2 separate regions of the Mus musculus genome follow, and region 1 is linked to region 2. A link is a contact called in public promoter capture Hi-C data. All regions are on one chromosome and are shown on one strand. Each heading gives the region's core, a stretch centred on a gene start, on an enhancer-like site or on the middle of the called end of the contact. The rest is flanking DNA. Distances are from core to core; before and after follow the strand shown.

The links. Promoter capture Hi-C pulls out the DNA fragments that hold promoters and counts their contacts.
Region 1: a contact with region 2 is called in a promoter capture Hi-C map of liver, with 2.5 times the contacts expected there. The contact joins the promoter of Decr2 here to the promoter of Tedc2 in region 2. A contact is called at or near these places in 2 of 39 promoter capture datasets (liver and pre-B cells) and 1 of 9 other capture datasets (adipose tissue).

Annotation. Positions count from the first base shown.
Region 1 is chr17:26,087,516-26,093,181 of GRCm38.p6, reverse strand. It overlaps Decr2 (2-4-dienoyl-Coenzyme A reductase 2, peroxisomal), which reads left to right and starts at 3,018. Exons shown (of 9, transcript NM_011933.2): 1 at 3,018-3,218; 2 at 4,185-4,253; 3 at 5,109-5,160. The coding sequence starts at 3,139. Nme4 (NME/NM23 nucleoside diphosphate kinase 4) reads left to right here. Exons shown (of 5, transcript NM_019731.1): 5 at 1,030-1,437. The coding sequence ends at 1,153.
Region 2 is chr17:24,218,654-24,224,853 of GRCm38.p6, reverse strand. It overlaps Tedc2 (tubulin epsilon and delta complex 2), which reads left to right and starts at 4,003. Exons shown (of 10, transcript NM_028056.2): 1 at 4,003-4,163; 2 at 4,239-4,337; 3 at 4,544-4,602; 4 at 4,721-5,123; 5 at 5,648-5,701. The coding sequence starts at 4,114. Ccnf (cyclin F) reads left to right here. Exons shown (of 17, transcript NM_007634.4): 17 at 508-1,622. The coding sequence ends at 956.

The DNA.
Region 1 (5,666 bases), core at 1,769-4,268, 1.9 Mb before region 2:
CCATGTGGTTGCTGGGATTTGAACTCAGGACCTCTGGAAGAGCAATTAGTGCTCCTAACCGCTGAGCCATCCCTCCAGCCCCTGTCTTGAACTCCTTAGTCTCATATCTCTACTGCCTGAGTGCTGAGCTTACAGTAGGCTTCCATGCCTGACTAAAACCACTTTTTCCTGGCTCTTTAGTATTCTGTTTTGGTCGCCAACCACGAGGGGCGTCTCTGATTACCGGTAGGGAGAGGCAGCTGTCAGAAGTTAGTATATAGGCTGGCCTCTGAGCTTGGGAGAAACTGAGGCCAGGAGAGATGCAAATGTCCAGCCCTTCTTACTGCCCACCCTTTCCCCTTCCTCCTTCCCTTCATTTTTCTCATGTAATCTAGGCTGGTCTCAAACTGATTATATTGCTGAGCGCAGCCATGAATTTGTACTCTCCCTGCCTCTGCCTAGTACTGCCTACCGAGTGCTGGGGATCAAAATCAGGGGTTTGTGCATGCCAGGCAAGCAAGCACTCTACCAACTGAGCTTCATCTCTGGCTCTCGTCTCCCTTATTTATTTATTTATTTATTTATTTATTTATTTATTTATTTATTTATATTTTATTTTATCTTTGTGTGTGCATATGCCTGTAGTGCCTGCAGAAGCCAGAAGAGGGTGCTAGATGCCTGGAGCCAGAGTTACAGGTAGTTGTGAGCCACTGTATTTGGGTGCTGGGAACCAAGGTCTGGGTCTCTGCAAGAGAGGATGTGCTCCAACTGCCATGCCATCTCTCCAGCCCCCGTCTTCTATTCTGAGACAGGGTCTCCCTCTCTAATCCAGACTGGCCACGATTCAAGGCAGTCCTGCAATCTCAGCTTCTTCAGTGCCCTTGTTATAGGCTTGTAGCACCATAACCAACTCCAAAATCTCCTTCTCTTCTCTACGGTCACCTTGTTCCCTGACAGAGGGCAGCAGGTTAGAGGCAAGATAGCCCTGGGGTCCCAATCCAGACTTAAACTGGACTCAACCACAGACTCCACCTTTTCCACCTCTCACAGGAACGTCATCCATGCTAGCGATTCTGTGGATGGGGCCCAGAGGGAGATCGAGCTGTGGTTTCAGAGCAGCGAACTGTTGAACTGGGCAGATGGTGGTCACCACAGCAGCTGCTACCCTGCCTGAGGGCTTGCACTGCCTTCTGCACTTCAGGTCTACCCATGACCTACTACCTCTGTCAACAAGAAGTCAAGCCCCCATGCTTCCCATGTCCCCAAACCACTCCCTACTCCCGCTCTACCCAACTCCAGCCCAGGGGAGTCTAAGCCTCAACTCTATGTGCCTTTTTGTATCCTAAGTCAATACAATATTGGACCATGTCCTTGTGTACAAAAGTGCCAGACAACCTTTGGGGCATTGTCAAAGGTGACTTCACCTGCCTCAAAGGAGAGACATTAAAATTTTATGCTTAAAATGGAAATGGTCTACTTACTAGTTCTGCTATCTCAGCACTGTGTGACCTTTCCTGGGAGATATGAACAAATGCTTGTTCACCCCCTCTAGGGCACCAATAACAGACTAGAGTAACAATTCCAACCATTTCCAGTTGGTGAACCCATGAGTTCGTTGGACTGGCTTATGGGACCGTGGATGAGAGATTGGCCACAGAAACATGGGTGACCTCAGGACAGCCGAGTCACTGAAAGGTCCCCCTGCCCCCAGCATGGGCAGTGACAGCAAGCCTGATGGGATCCTGCTTTCAGTTTACCTACCTCCTACAGGGGAGTAGAAAGTCCTAGGTGAGGAGTTAAGGCCAGTGTATAATGCCGATCCTGGATTACTACTCCCCTAGTCCCAGCTACCACCGTATTCTACTTATTTCATTGGCACGACTACAGGGCCAAGCTATAGGTCACCAGAGCAATGATGCACCATGATGTCCCATAGTCATGACAAATGTGGAGGAAATTGCTTTACTCAAGCACTTTAATGAGTGTTTTTATGCATGGTATAAAACATTAGGCCTGAAGCTTAGAGCTTTGAGTAAAGAAAGGAAGGATCCCTCGACTTTGGGTAAATGCAAGAACCAAGCAAGAATCCAGGGCCCATGAAATTGAGAATCCAATTGGGGTTCTTTTGCGGGCGCTGGTATAGCTCCTGCCCATCTGATTTGTCTGAGGATGGCAGTAAAGAATAGACCGGACCTGAGGCTTCTTCAAGGCCCAGTGAGCGAGCCTTCAGTAGGAGTACACACCAGTCTTTGTGGGTATTGTGTATCAGGTCTCCTGAAGTTGGAACAGCAGAGCCTAACACTCCAAGGGCTACTCTCATCTCTCCCTCAATGCAACCCAGGCACAAAAGAGTATCCTCCACTCCCGACCTGATGCTGTCCATGATGACCACCACGGCCTGATGTCCATTTATGTTCACATTGACACATGTAAGTCACATCTCACCCCGGATCCCAGAGTCACTGATTCAGTTGCAGGTACATCATGACAGCTTCTGTGGCTAATTTGATAAGTCATTTCACTCTTTGACATCTAGACAATGGAACCCAGTTCTTGGTTCTCTGAGTTTCAGTGCAGTGATTCTTGCCAGCCAGCAAGAGGTTCACTCTGGACTTTCCACCCGGGTTAGCCACGAGAGGGAGCTATTGGGTTTGCAAGCTCCAGATTCTCTGCACTGGGAGGTAGTGTCCAAGAGCGGTGTTCATCTGGAGTTCCGACTTCCACAGCTGATAGCACGCAGCCCGGCCAGCTTGGGTATATGGACTAAGTGGCTGCACAGACACCAACTGGGAAAGGAACCGGGCATTTAACTGGCTGGAGCGTCTCTGGGCCTCTGTATCAGTGCCTCCTCCCATTCTCAGTCCCAGCAGGCTGCGCGCCACCGAGGGCGGGGTGTCCGCCTGGTCGAGTGGGAAGGGCTGGAGGCTGGGAGTTGCGGGAGGGTCTGTGATAGGAAGGCTTGAAGGGCCCAGGCACCTTTTTGGGGTGGGGCGCCCCTGTCCCACCCCCGTCTGATGGGCGGCTTGATGTGGGGGCAGAACTTTGGTCCTGGATCTTTCTGGGCGGAGCGAGCAACCTGCAGAACGCTGCGTTTTGCGTTGGAAAGGTAGATCTGGTTCCTGGTTCCACTGTCCTTGCCATCCCGGACACGCAGCAATCATGGCCCAGCCGCCGCCCGACGTTGAGGGGGATGACTGTCTTCCTGAATACCACCATCTCTTCTGCCCGGATCTTCTCCAGTGAGCTAAAGCAGGGAACCAGGGGGCGATCCAGACTTGGGGCACAGGGTTTAACGAATCTGCCACTGGATGTGACATCACAGAGGACAGATGCTCAGTACTCCGTTCCTGGGCAATCGTAGACCTGAAGTTTCTTGGGGTTCTGGAAGAATGGGATGAGGGACTGAGGGTGGAAGCTGCTCACTTTGTTTTGTTTTGTTTTAGAGACAGGGTTTCTCTGTATAGCCTTGGCTGTCCTGGAAGTCACTTTGTAGACCAGGCTAGCCTCGAACTCAGAAATCCGCCTGCCTCTGCCTCCCGAGTGCTGGAATTAAAGGCGTGCGACACCACGCCCGGCGCTTGCTCACTTTTGAAAACAAGTCTCTCTTGGTAACTTACTACGCAGAAAATTTTAGGCTAAATAAACTCCTTCACCTCCGAACTTCTAGGGAGCCTAAAAATAACCGACTTTAAAGATTGCAGTTTTATGGCTGGGGATTTATGTCTTGCAAATTCATTGAGTACCTGTTTAGCAGGAGCATGTTTTCCTTCATAGCGAAACTGGGTAGAAGTTCATGGAGTGAAAGTTCTCCACGGGCCGCTTATCTATTTGAGCTTGAGTTAACAGAGATCTATCTATCTAAAGCTCTTCGAGATGAGGTTTCTCTGTGAAGCCCTGGCTGTCCTAGAACTCTCTCTGTAGACCAGGCTGGCTTTTAATTCTTGGTCCCCCTGTCTCCACTTCTCACAGGCTGGAATTACAGGCATGCATCCCCCATCAAGCTAAAACATGGTTTTCAAAGAAGAGTTTAGGGACTAGAGAGATGGCTGAATAAGTTCAGAGCACTTACTGTTCTTGCAGGAGACCCAGCATTGGTTCCCAGCATCCACACGAGGACTCAACTCTCTGTAGGCACACAGGCAAAACACTCATACTGGTAAAACAAATAAATATTTAAAAATGACTACATTTTCTTGTTTTTGAAGGGACAAAGTGGCCTTTATCACAGGTGGTGGTTCTGGGATTGGCTTCCGGATCGCAGAGATTTTCATGAGGTACACACTACCGGAACCCTTCCTGCCACCTTACGTCCCTTTGTCTGGATCTTGGTGGATTTGGGGGAGTGGTTGAATGCTGTCTTGGGGAGAGGTCAGGACCTTTGTGGTCTCCTAGAATTAGTTGAGACTGTGTGTGACTAGCCTCACAGCCTCGTACGTTGACGGGGTGCTGCTGATGTGGGAGAAGAGTGTCCCTTGGACACAGGTTTTGTGACCTCATTGAGAGGATTAGCAGCTCGATACCAAAGCTGGTGGAGGCTCAGAATTGTGGAGGTGGAGGTAGAAGAACCCTTCTCCAGTCTTCCCCAGCACTCAGCTTTTCACAACTGGACGTGAGTCCCACAAGAATCGACTGAGGCTCCAAGTAGTAGATTATTATTCAGAGCTGGTGGCTTTATGAAGTTTCTTCTAGTAGAACAAAGCCCTGTCTATTCAGAGTCGGGAAGATTAAATAAGCTGGTGTAGCTTCTATGAAAACCTGTGGAGCAGGTCATAGACACTGTTGTCACCGGGTGGCTCCCCCTCTCAAAATGGGCTCCTGTTCTTCACTCCAGTGTCCCAGCAGGGCCCTGCACAGATATGGGATTGACACCAGTATCCCACTACACCCTCTCTGCCATGTACATGGTATCTGAGGCAGGGTACCCCAAGCCAGAGACACACCACAGACACCTAGGAGTGGGCAGCCATGGCATCCAGAAGTCTGTCTAGACTTACACAGTTGTGCCTGCTGCCGGTCAGGCCAAGAAACTAAGAAACTTGGGGGAGTTCCTTCTGGAGTAGTGCTTGCTGGGAGCCCCCCAGGGTTTGTCCCTCATCTTTTCTTCTCAGGCCTACTATCTGGTTTTATAGGCATGGCTGCCACACTGTCATCGTCGGCAGGAGTCTGCAGAAAGTGACCACGGTGAGAAGAAAGCTGTGGGGAGGAGTCCTGAGACCCAGAGGATAGAAACAGAACAAAATCTGTCTCTTCTTGAGCAGAGGAGCTCAGTGGAAATGGAGTCTCAGAGATCCCCTGGACTTTTTTTTTTTAGAAGTTTGGTTATTGGGTCATGTTTTTAGAAGTTGTCTGGTTCCAGAATGGCTCAGTAGGACCGTCAGTGTTAAAGGCCATCACTCCAGCCATCTACCCTCCAGGCCAGGCGGAATGTAGGCAGAAGGTGGGGTCTGGGATGGGTGACAGATTATAGAGAATGCAGGCTGTCTTACCAACATCCACCAGGGGTCTGGACCCAGGATGTCGCTATTTTCAAGCTAAGTCTCCCTGGCAGGTACCCCAACAAACTTGGGGTCCTAATGTAATGTAGATGAGTCATTCCCATGAAGTTCTTAAGGGTGTGCTTCTTCAGGCTGAGGCTGCTTTTCCAGGCTAAGGCTGCTTCTCTGGGCTGAAAATGCTTCTCCAGGCTG
Region 2 (6,200 bases), core at 2,754-5,253:
GAGGGCCATCTGGCACTGTACTGAGGAAAGTATCGAACACTCGGGTCAAGGGTTTTCCCCCACCTAACAGGGAGAGAGGATATACCATCCCTATCTGGGTCTTTGTTGGTTGAAGGACCTCACTTAGATCCTGTCGTGTGTGTGTGTGTGTGTGTGTGTGTGTGTGTGTGTGTGTGTGTGTGTGTGTGTGTGTGTGTGTGTGTGTGTGTATGTGTGTACTGCAGGAGGTCCTTTTCCCTGTGTTCTGGCCAGGAACACTGACTTAGGCAAGTTTCACCTGCTTTTCCAATTGCTTGCTTTTGTGTCCACTCAGATAAAGTGAGTTAGGTGACCAGTTTGTCACTTTCTGCCGCCCTGTGAGTTATCAAGGGGAACCTTTCCAGCTTGAGAGAGTCAAACTCACAGACAAGGCTTTTACCTAAGCAATAGCCTGGGCCCCACAGTCCTGAGCAGCTGGAGGGTCCCAAGTTCTAATACTTAAGCTATAAACACCCCACATTTTCTCAGTCACAGCTCCCAGCAGACTCCTTGATGTCACTGTGGTCTACCTGAACCCAGAAGAACATTGCTGCCAGGAGTCCAGTGATGAGGAGGCCTGGCCAGAGGACAAGATCCACCCAGCACCAGGCACCCAGGCACCTCCAGCCTCAGCTCCCAGGCCCCTTCTCTGCAATCGGGGAGATCGGGCCAAGGACATTACGACCTCAGGATACTCCTCTGTTAGCAGCTCGAGTCCCATAAGCTCCCTGGATGGTGGCATGGGGGGCTCTCCGCAATCTACCTCAGTGCTCTCTGTGGGCAGCCACTCAAGCACAAAGCCTTGCCACCATCAGGCCAAGAAGTCATGTTTACAGTGTCGTCCCCCAAACTCCCCAGAGAGCGGTGTTCACCAGCAGCCTGTAAAGCGCCAAAACCTGTCTGTACACAGTGACAAGGACATGCACCTGGCTTCCTGAAGCTCGGAGTGTGTTAGCCTTCACTATGGTGAATGTTTACTGAGGGAGGGCTGCTGTTTCTCTAGGACACTGCCTATGGGTACTGTGTAGATCCTTAGGGGAGTTCAGTGCAAGCTGTCAGGACACTGAGCTCAGTGACCAGCTCAGCCTCTACGTGTTGGACAGCAGCCACCCAGCTGTCATGCGCACCTGTGAAACCCATCCCTGTCTACCCTTCTGTGTCCTGTTGTCTCCGGGAGCATGAGCCTCTGTGTTGGCATTCACTTTCTGAGGCCAGGAGCTGACAGCCTCCTTGGAATACTAGCGGCCCAGGTGGCCTAACACAGTTCAAACCCTTGCTGGCAAGTCTTGTTTTAGACCAGTGGGGAGCTCTCAAGTGAAGACAGCACTCTCCTCCCACACCCCTTCAGCCTAGGGAGCCTGTGTCCCTGCATATCAGTGTTGACTGTAGCCTAATGGTGTGTGAGGCCCTTAAAGCTGGAGTTGCAGGCATCCCTGTCCCTCCCAAAGTGGTTTGTCTGTGTCCCATTGTATCCATGTGACCGTATCTCTGCACTGAATTTCAAGGCCATTCTTTGCCTGTCTTTATTTCTACATTTCTTCTAATGGGGAACAAAAGGAAGCATTTGAAATAGAGGGTATTGAATAAAAAGATAACAGATCCCCAATATTACTGTGCTTCAACTGAAAAAAGAAAAAATCTAGTCCTGCACAGTGCCTCTCCCGACTGTCCCGGCAGGCAGAAGGACTGCAAGAGGACCCGAAGCTCCAAGTCAACGGGGCCTGGGTCATCTGACCTCAGAACCGGAAACTCCTACTCCCACCCCTTGGTTCTAGCCATATGTTCTTTCCTTGTGAAAAACGAATCTTTCTAGAGGATCACCATAAACAATCACTTGTAATCCCCAAGGCCACAAAGATGCAGGAGAGCGAGAAGTCAGAAGAGTTGCTGGGTTTGTGGCTGGATTCCGTGGGGAGAAACCAGCAGGGTCTGGTCCCTTTGAGCATGTCAGCGAATGCTTTGCCTTGTGATTTATGAGGCAGCTGTCCTCAACACCTGGGGTGTCTGCTGAAGCCTGCGCAGATATGCTGACCCCTGAAGAAAGTACCAGGAGTGCCCCAGATACCCTTGAACAAGTACAAACCCATTAGCTCTCTGTTTTCTGTTCCATCCCTATGGCAGCTCTTTTTTACTACTGTTAGCAGCATTCTGACCACCCTGCCGAGGCATTTTGGTTGTTGTCCTACACCTCTGAGTGTTAACCTGGGATGCGTCAGCCTCCTCCCATGAGAGGGGACAGTAATGCCTACCTCACAGGAATGCCGTGAGGATTAAATGCATGAGTGGTAATTATCCCTTTCCTCCCATCTTGTTCATGGTTCCCGAATGGCTCCCTGTAAGAGTACTTGTTACCTGTGGAGAGGACCTGGGTTTGCTTCCTAGCACCCACATGATGGTTCAGAGTCACCTTAAATTCCAGTTGGAAGGTATCTCACCTCTGTGGCCACCAGGTCTACATGTGGCATACAAATATATAGATTCACACACACAAGAAGATCTCAGCCCACTTCCAGCCTGCACCGGTAGGAAACAATTACTCTAGGCACACACCTGGGTCCCTCTGACTTCTATGAAGTCTTAGTCTCCACAGGTCTTAAGTTTCCCTGGGCTACTGGAGGCCCAGTGTAAGTAGGGGTGCCCATCTTCTATCCCAAATATGACAGTGGAACTGCCTAGATCTCAGCCCCTTTCCCACTTGACACTGGGCTAACTTTCTTGCTCTTTTTGTACAGAAACAACCAGGGTTACCTTACTTCTTGGGCTCTAGAACTAATAATTTATATCACCAGTACTGCTGAGCACTGTTCCCTGTCCTCATTTCTTTCAGCAGCCAAGCACATTTTTCACCGTAGAAACAAATGGAAAAGCTGTGTCTAGTGGCAGGCTTCTAAGAGGTGGGAGAAGGAGGCTGCAGAGGCAGCTCATTGGTTTGTAGCATTTGCTGCTTGACCAGAGGACCTGAATTCAGATCCACAAACCCACTCAACCATCTATAACTCCAATTTCAGAAGATCCAGTTCCCTCTTCAGGCCTCCTTGGGCACTAGGCATGCAAGTTGTACGTTGACATACAAGTTTTTTAATTAGGAAATAATTGGGCCGGGCAGTGGTGGCACACACCTTTAATCCCAGCACTTGGGAGGCAGAGGCAGGTGGATCTCAGAGTTGGAGGCTAACCTGGTCTACAAAGTGAGTTCCAGGACATCCAGGGCTACACAGAGAAACCCTGTCTCGAAAAACCAAAAAAGATAAAAGTAAAAAATAATTGAAATGGAGACAGGAAGGTCATGAGTTCAAGGTCATCAGATACATAGTGAATTGAAGGCCAGCTGAGACTACATGAGATTGCACAAACTGACTTGATGGAGAACATAATGTACTGATAATCTATGCCAAACAAGTCAATATTAACCATGTATTGACAAGCTGGCCTAGCTTGGTAGATCTTTGAGGGCAAAGACCATTGCTCTGACCCTTAGCTGCTGTGTTTGCATGTGTCCTATCTACGGCCTCCTGGCCATTCTCTGGGCTTCAGCCTCCCCTCCGCCTATCTATCTACTATCTGACACTCCTCTGTCTCTTGCACAACCTTCCATGACGTAGAGCAGCTTAGCAGACCTATTCTAAGTGCCACATGCTCCAGATTCCCTGGGCTTCATTGTTCACGTCTGGCGCCTGACATTCCTAAGATGTTCCTTGACCCAGTTCTAGCATTGTCTTCTGGCCATATGCTTGATTGCTAAGTCATCCTGGAGTCAGCAAGACCGCTTATCTCTGCTTTCAAAGTAGGTTCGGCAAAACCTGGTTAAGACAAAAAACCAAACTTTAGAGGGTCACGGATGCCCTGTCAGAAGAGCATTATCTGATTAGCCAAATCAGAAGCTATCTTATCTACAGTGGCACTGTCCAGGTTCCAACAGAGCCTTTGCGTCCTCCCGTGGGAGGGGTTAGGGCGGAGTCTGGGATGATGGGTGGAGCTTGAGATGGATTCGCGTTTTGGAGCTGGACTTGCAAGCTGTGCTCAAGATTGGGTAGCCTACCCGGAAGTGGGCGGCCTTCTGCCCGGAAGGCGCGGGACTCCTTGGCGGCGGCAAAAATGCTTGGTGTTAAAGGAAACTACCTACTACCCGCAGACTGCGCTCACCGGTGGGTCTCGTGCAACGGAAGGGAATTGGGCGGACGGGAGCGAGGTTCGGAGGCTCACATAGTACCTGTCCTCAGGCTGGTAGCGGAGCTGCAGGGCGCCTTGGACTCCTGCGCCGATCGGCAGCGGCAGTTGGAGCGGAGCCTGCGCGTTTCCAGGAGGCTGCTGCAGGTCTGGTACGCGGACCCAGGACCTCCTGGCCAGTCCCTCCTCGGACCATCAGGATTATGCAGAGTCCCAGGGCCTAGAAGGCCAAATACAAATGCATGCTTTTAGACTCCGGTTGCCATTGCTATCCTTACCCCTTATCCAGGGTCTGAGGCTGGGAATCTGCTTAGGGATAGAATGTTTGGACCATACCATGGCTGCCCTGTCTTTGCAGGGAACCAGCCAGGACCCCATCTCCAGTTCCAGAAACCAAAGAAGAGGACCCAAGTCCAGGTAAACGTTAGCTGCTTTTTATGGGTGCTGTCCCTGGCCTTTCTCTGGCTTGCTGTCATGGGGGAATCCATCCTGGGACAGTGAGGAGGAATTCTTGCATGGTTCTTGACGTTCATAGCATGTGCACCGAGTTCTCAAGATCTCGAGGAGCTGGAACTTTTGACCCAGGCTCTGGAGAAGGCTGTACGTGTGAGGAAAGGCGTGTCCAATGCTGGACAAAGAGACAGAACCCCCACTCTGACATCTAAGGCAGCCACTTCTGGTGCCGCTGCCGCCTCCCATCCTCGGGCTCCCAGCCGGGGTGGCAGCCGTGTATTGGGTACAAGATCCACCAAGGGTATACAGCGGGCCACAGCCCCTCCCAAGGATTACCCTGAGCACAGACTACGATCAAAGGGTGATAAGACCCATGTAAGAACACAAGACCAAACTACTGGGTATGGACCAGACCTCAGGGACCAACAAATGACCCCGTCATCTGCTCATCACACCACAGAACTCTTCGCATTAAAGGAGAAGGGGTAAGCTTCCCAGACGCTCGTATCCTGACAGGGCATTGAGCTGGTTGAGGAAGCCCCTGGTGCCGACCCGTAAGGGTCATGCACTGAAGCAAACAGGGCAGAACAGGGTTGGGATGGTATCAGGTTTGTCGTTCTGGAGCCTAACCAGCCCATGAGCTCTCTGGACTGGGCGAGCACCCACCCTCCTCCAGAAGCCGTTTTCAAAAAGCTTGTCAGAATTAAGCTGTTAAAGGAGAGGAGGTGAGAAGGTTCGCCCCAATGGGTTCTGAGCCATGAGTAAGAATGACAGTCCTAATGCCGGGCTTGGTGGCCCACGCCTTTAATCCCAGCACTCGGGAGGCAGAGGCAGGCAGATTTCTGAGTTCGGGGCCAGCCTGGTCTACAGAGTGAGTTTCAGGACAGCCAGGGCTACACAGAGAAACCCTGTCTCAGAAAAAAAGCAAAACAAAACAACAATAACAAAAAGAATGACAGCCCTAGAATGTGAGGAGACTGCTCTTAGCATTGGCTTCTCTCTCTCACAGGACTCTCCTGCAGCTACCTGAGGACTTCAGGAAGGCAGTGTCTCGGAATTCCTGGTAAGGCTGAGTGGTGACAGAGACAGGAAAACATTGCAAACATTGGGAAGGGGAGGTCTCTCTGCTTCTGCACTCACTAATCCCTGTGCATGCTGAGGCTTTGAAGTTCCCAGTTAAACCAAGCAACCTTTTGTCTGTTTCCTCCTCCTCCTCCTCCTCCTCCTCCTCTCCCTCCTCCTTCCTCTCTCTCTCTCTCTCTCTCTCTCTCTTTTTTTTTTTTTTTTTGGTTTTTTGAGACAGGGTTTCTCTGTGTAAACCTGGCTGTCCTGGAACTCACTCTGTAGACCAGACTGGCCTCAAACTTAGAAATCCGCCTGCCTCTGCCTCCCAAGGGCTGGCATTAAAGGTGTGCGTCACCACTGCCTGGCACGTCCTTCTTGTTTTAACGTAGCGTGCGTGTGTGTTTGGGTGAGCATGTCACCAGGAGAGGGGAGTCGGGGTGCCTGGATCTGCAGTCACAGTGGTTGTGAGCTGCCCGAGTCCATGCTGGGATCTGAAC